Regions from separate parts of the Hordeum vulgare genome. Here region 1 is linked to region 2. A link is a contact called in public Hi-C data. All regions are on one chromosome and are shown on one strand. The core of a region is the stretch at or near the end of the contact, and the rest is flanking DNA. Distances in the headings are between cores, read along the strand shown.

Region 1 (3,238 bases), core at 245-2,744, 320 kb before region 2:
TAGTACTCCTCACAACGATACAACGAGCACCTAGATGTGACCAAGCTACTGGTAGGGAAGGAAAACATGTGAAAACTAAGGAAGAGGTGAAGCACATCAGAAGATTGCTCCTAGCACACATGTAAGGGAATAAGTAGAACCACTATGTAGGGAAGGTATATGGACGGTTTGTCACTGTCGGGACACCATGGGGGCACGCGTGGTTGTTTGAGCGCATCATGGGTCAACATCAGCACCGCCGACGTTGTTGTTGTCGTTAGCTTCGACAGAAGCAACAACCGCATCATCTGCATCGTAGAGCATGGAAACCTCTGGTGAGGGCTGCGACATAAATAGGCGGGGCTTTTGGAACATCGAGCTAGGCGTCATGAAAGGCATCTTTGAGAGATTTGGCCACGTCGGAGGCTATGAGGCGCCCGGCTCTAGCTATAACTGCCTTGGTGGTCATGTCGGTGAAGACTTTGGGTTATTTGGCGGATAGGCGCGAGCTTTGGTGTAGGATCTTGGTCTTGTCCGCCAAGCGCTTGGCGCTATGATGCAACTTGCGATGCACACACTCATGGAGGACAGAATCTGCAGGTTCCATTGTGGGAGTGGGCATAGTAAGTTGTGTAAAGGTTGATAGGATGAGGTAGGGGAGAGACAAGGTTGTATTGGTACCGTACCATAGGAGGATGCCCCAGCCGAGAAAGCGATGGTGGAGACGTCTATGTCGAGGGATGATGAAGTGGAGATGTCATACTGGCGAAACACGGACGACAACTGTAGGGCGGAGGGTGGTGGAGGCTCGAGGGCGTCGTTGGCCGCCAAGGGTAGTGGTGGGGGTAGGGAAATCCCCGGACAGCAACGGTGAGGCATGGCGTTGGTCGTGTGATGCTGGCAGGCGTGGAGGACGAGTCGATGATGGCCATGGTGGAGAAAGGCGTTGGAGACGACACCCGCTATGATGTAGGGACCGAGTCAGTGTTGGATGAGATGGTGAGGATGGGATGGGCTTGGCCAACAGGGTCGTCATCGCCTGACGAGACGTGGAGAGGTATGTTGGCGGAGTTACCGATGTGGTTGGCTGGAGGAGGCGCTGTGCCAAAATTGGGGATGACGGTGGGCTGCAAGGCAACTCGTCGTCGAACCCACTTGATACGTGGAAAGGGTTGTGGCCGCTGTCAACATGACGGTCGTTCGAGTCTGAGTCGGAATTGGAGTCATAGGAGAACGACGATTGGTCCAGGGGGACATCTAGCCGAGGACTATGGTGAGCCTGGTGATCTTGATGACTTTTATGTCATTTTTCAGGTGTAGCTCAATCGCTAGAGAGTCCAGCAATTGCTTGCGGTGGTTGACCATGATGAGGGCGTGGACCACCGTGAAGTCCTGCCCCTCGATGCAATAGTGGTCGACAAAGCAGACATTACTAGTGCCGCTAAGAGCCCACCTGATGCCTACATCATGCCAAAGCTCATGAGGGATTTTTGCAGCCTCGTCCTCAATGAGATGGTCAAAGACAGGTGGCACGCGGTCGGGAAGCTCGATTGGCTCGAGGGTGATCTCGTTGCCACTGAAGTCAAGGGAGCCGAGGCTGACGAGGTAGTTCCGCATTCTTGCGGATTCGAAGGTGACACAGCGAGCCCCACGCGGCAAAATTTCTTGATTTGACCCCTTTGAAGAAGTTTTTCAAGATCTGACCGGTTCAAAAAAATTCAGGATTTGACCCTTTTGCTACCGCCAGCACACTTTGCAGTAGGATTACATAGGCTATCGTAGTGTACACCGGCGCTAGGCTAACGACAGCACCCGTCTAATTAACGGCCCTATTGCTGACGTGGCACAAACCCTGCTGTCAGGGGAAGCAGCGGCAGGCTCTGATAACCTGCTGCCAGGGCCTCTGGTGGTAGGTGTGTGCATTTCGCAGTTCTGCGCACTGACTCATGGAATAACTTAACTTTCTTGTGCACCCTACCGTCACGCCCTTCGGCGGTAGACTGTGATATCCTACCGCTAGGGCCTCCAACGGTAGGGTATGATCATTATGGATTTTTCATACGTATCCGCTGTATCTATAATTTTTGATTGTCGCATGCCAATATTCTACAACTTTCATATATTTTTGGCAACTTATTATATTATTTTTGGGACTAACTTACTTACCCTGTGCCCAGTGCCACTTCCTATTTTGTGTGTGTTTTTGTATCGCAGAAATTCCATATCAAACAAAGTCCAAACGCGATAAAATTTATGGAGATTTGTTTTGGAATATATGTGAATTGTGAGAGTCGAAATGAACAACAGACGATGCCCGAGGGGGGGGGGGGCTAATGGCTTGTGGCCAACCCTTAAGTCACTTGAAGCTCTCCTTCGTCCACAAGAAAAATACTTTTGCGATAAAAATCCCCTAAAAATTTCAGCCCGATCAGAGTTACGGATCTCTGTGTATTTAAGAAACTGTGAAGGGCCAGAAAACATAAGCGAAAAGGGGAGAGAAATAGAGAGAGAGAGAGATCCAATTTCGGAGGGGCTAATGCCCTACGCGAGCCATGGCGGCCATGGACGAGAGGAGAAACCCTCCTCCCACCTAGGGAGGAGGCCAAGGAAGAAGAAGAACGAGGGGATCTCTCTCCCCTCTCTCCTGGTGGCGCCGGAGCGTCGTCGGGGAAACCATCGTGACGACAACCTACACCAAGAACTTCGTCACCGTCATCACCACCACCATGACCTTCCCTAATCTATCTTCATCAGCCCACTCTCCCGCATCCCGCTGTACTCGCTACTTCAACACGGTGCTTAATGCTATATATTATTATCCTATGATGTGTGGCTATCCTATGATGTTTCAACAGTTCCTTTTTGTCCTATGGGTTGATTGATGATCTTGATTGATTTGAGTTGCATGGTTTATATTGGTGATGTCCTAAGGTGCTTTCCGTGAGGCGCACACGTGGAAGATTCATGCTGGAGGGTTTGTAGTAAGTGCATGATTCGCTTATAATGGGTGGCTAGAGTGACAAAAGCATACATCTGAGTAAGGAGTTGTTTGCGTATGGGAGTAAAGGGGACTTGATGTTTAATGCTATGATTGGGTTTTACCTTAATGATCTTTAGTAGTTGCGGATGCTTGCTACAATTTCAATCATAAGTGCATATGATCAAAGTACAGAAAGTGTGTTAGCGTATGCCTCTCCGTCATATAAAACTGCAATAATGATTACCAGTCTAGTTATCAATTGCTTATGACAATCTCGCA
Region 2 (3,082 bases), core at 99-2,598:
CGTGTAGAGCAGCCAGCCGCCGTAGCCGGCCCGGATGAGCCGGTTCCCCCCAGGCCGAGCGCGGGACTCGCAGTCGAGGAGCAGGCAGCGGGCGACGGAGGCGCGGTTCGCGGCGGCGTCGGCGAAGCGCATGTCGTCGTCCCAGACGGACTCGAGGCGGCGGATGCGGCGCAGGGAGGTGAGCTTGATGAGGAGATTGGCGTCCAGGTGGAGCAGCTCCCTGACGACGTCGTAGTGGCCGCTCGCGGCCGCCCAGTCGATGGGCGTGGCGTACCACCACTGGTCGCCCGTGCTCTCCCACCGGAGCGGGAAGTGGGACTCCTCCATCTCCATCTCCATGGACCGCTACCGGTTGGTTAATCCACCTGCAGAGACGATAGACGAGGAAGCTGAGCAAACTCAACCCCGGAACAGAAGCCAAATCTGGATAAACTACTGCGAATTTGGGGCGGTGAATGGTTGAATAACCATTAACCATTTCTTCTGGTATGATCGATTGATCGAACATCAAAGCAACTCGGCAGTTGCGGCGGCTTCAAAGAAAAGAATTATTATTCCGTGTGCGATCAGTTATGGAAGGGGTTATTAAGAATGGGAACTGCCCATGCTGGGCTGCGCGATGCGGGCAGGTTGAAGCATTGATTTAACTCAATAGTGAGCAACAGGTGAGGTGAGTACCTCAGAGCAGAGTCAGAGATACGGACATGGAAGGCGTAGGCCATGGCCATGGGAGCAGCAGCTGCGAGACAGAGGTTCCATCTCCATCTCCATCTCCGTCTCTCGGACCAACCAAGCGCATGAATACATGGAGATAGAGGACTGGATCACCTCCGCGTGCTTGTCTCGAGTGGCCAGCTCAGCTGGGAGGAACCCCACAACCACAAGAGAGGGAGAGGCAGGTCGTCAAGGGAGGGGAAAGGGGAATGGAACGAGCGGGGCCATGTGAGCTCTCGAGACCTTTTCAAGCTCAGAATTCAGAGAAAGGCACGCAAGACAAAGCCTGCAGAATGGGACCAGGTCCATTCCCTCCCTCCCTCCCTCCAAAAAGAACAATGGATTTACGGCAAGAACCAAGAATGCAGGCACAAGTTTTGGGTGCAACAAAAGATTAACTAATTGATCTACTTGAGAAAAATATTACTAGCAAGTTTGGGCTTACCTACTGTTGCCGCTGCCTTGAGAGTAATCTACTCTACTGTATCTCTATCCTATGAAGCTCCGTCAAACCGGCCATTTAACCTTAGTTTCTCTTCACAATAATATATGCACTTTTTCTAGACCTTACTGTATTATTCTACAGCCAGGAATGCCTTAGCCGGTTCTCTGAAGCTTGCAGGCGTTCTGGTTCGCACGGAAGCGGATTTGTCCAGACAGAAGAGAACGATGCCTGCTGGCCACCCGAAAGGTAGGAGGCAAGCCAAAGAGGATAATGATTTGGACCTGCAATTCGGACGCAAATCTCATTCTGGCTGCCAAACATAGAAAAGTCTGGTCATAACTGCCAAGCTAGAAAAAGACAGTGTTGGGATCTGTTTTCTTCAGTTGGAAAGAGTTATTTATCCCTTTACTAGCAATAATTAATTTTTGGAGACACGATCTGCTCTTAGGACGTTTTCATAGAGCACTTTCAATGATTGGCGCTTAGTACAATTTTATAGGCAAAACGTGTTAGGATATTATAAGCAATGTTTGGTTAACAATACTTGGTTAAGATTAATATAGATTAGAATCACTACAAGTGCACTGACATTGCTAAATGTAAGTCTTTATAAAGATTACACTACGAACTACATACAAAACGAAATGAATCTCTAAAAATAGTATGACAGACTATGAACATGCACATACGCGGCCAAAAGGCACATGTCAACAGAGAGGTTCAGCAAATGCTGGCCATGGTGGTAAAAATAAGGTGACCGTTCGCCATAGTCGGGGCTATTAGGCTGGCTTTCGGCCTCGTTGACAATATCTAGGCGCGCTGGTCGTGTCCTCAACAACCAAAATTTTATTCACACTTATGACCATAACATGCAAACAAATTATGTTAATTTTAGTTTAATTGCTTTTTAAGAATCCACTACTCTAATGAATAACAAAGAAGATTAAATAGATGGTTTTTAGGTCAACTCTAATGCACGATCCCAAACGAACGTCCATTTCGTCCGCTTTGTGTTCATTTATGGGTGGCAATGGAGATGGAGTCGTATCAGTCTGAATTTGTGGATGCGTCGGCCGTGCGTCCAACGCGAGTCCACATTTCGGCAGCATCTCGTCCGCTGTGCATGCAAGATATGAAAAAAAGGATGTGGCAATAGTTTCCCTCGTCGGCCATGCCCGCCTTCCCTCCTTTTTTCTTACGAGCGGCATATTGGTCTTTGAACTTGGCACAATCTTTGATGAGCGACCAACAATGCGTGAGAGTAAATGGCTTGTTCTTGTGTCGAGCCTTGAAGGCTTCCAAAGATTGGAATGCCTATAGAACCAAATATGCAGCCACATTTGTAAAATGGAAGGACACAAAATACATGAAAACATAAAATTGCATGCCAACATGAATGGACACATGACAAAAAACGAGAGGTTCATACCAAGTCACCAATGCCTAGGCCACTCACGGTACGGGCTTGAACGCTCTCAAGCATGGCACAATATTTGTTACACTCTTGCTGGATGAACCCCCATGTCTTTTGGATTGAACTGAAGCCGCACGCGCATGCAAATTAGTAGGGGGCAAACATCCTTCTCTCATGAAAGTCCTTGTGAAATATAGTCCAAAAGACGGATCCTTTTTGCTCGTCACCTTTCATGGGATCTTGGCCTATCTCCATCCAACTCTTGCAAATCAGTTTGTCCTCCACTTGGGTGTAAATCCCATGCGAATGCTTTGCCTCCTCTTTTGTGCCTCGACCCTTTACGTAACCTCATTGATAAAAACCAATTGCTCCGCCAAAATGTCAACCTCTTGTTCCCCATCGTCACAATACAAGTCATCACCTTCATCCCAAGAGTTGACATGGCCGTCCTGATCTTCATCATGGCTGGAGAATTGAGTGTCTTCATAGTGGCCTTGACCATCATGGCT

Evidence for each region. A called contact is a pair of places that touch in the nucleus more often than the background predicts.
Region 1: a contact with region 2 is called in a Hi-C map of seedling, with 5 times the contacts expected there. The contact joins the enhancer-like site here to the promoter of LOC123443333 in region 2. A contact is called at or near these places in 1 of 6 Hi-C or Micro-C datasets (seedling) and 1 of 1 datasets of contacts at active chromatin or transcription factors (embryo).

Annotation. Positions count from the first base shown.
Region 1 is chr3H:153,884,102-153,887,339 of MorexV3_pseudomolecules_assembly, reverse strand. No RefSeq gene overlaps it. Among protein-coding and RNA genes, the nearest start is that of LOC123439716, 240 kb to the left of the region's middle. Within about 2 kb of position 1,494, at least 2 of the 3 cell types and tissues checked have open chromatin away from gene starts, as enhancers often do. A contact at or near this core is called in seedling, where this site is marked.
Region 2 is chr3H:153,562,482-153,565,563 of MorexV3_pseudomolecules_assembly, reverse strand. LOC123443333 (putative ankyrin repeat protein RF_0381) reads right to left here and starts at 1,348. Exons shown (of 3, transcript XM_045119667.1): 1 at 1,160-1,348; 2 at 1-365. The coding sequence starts at 339.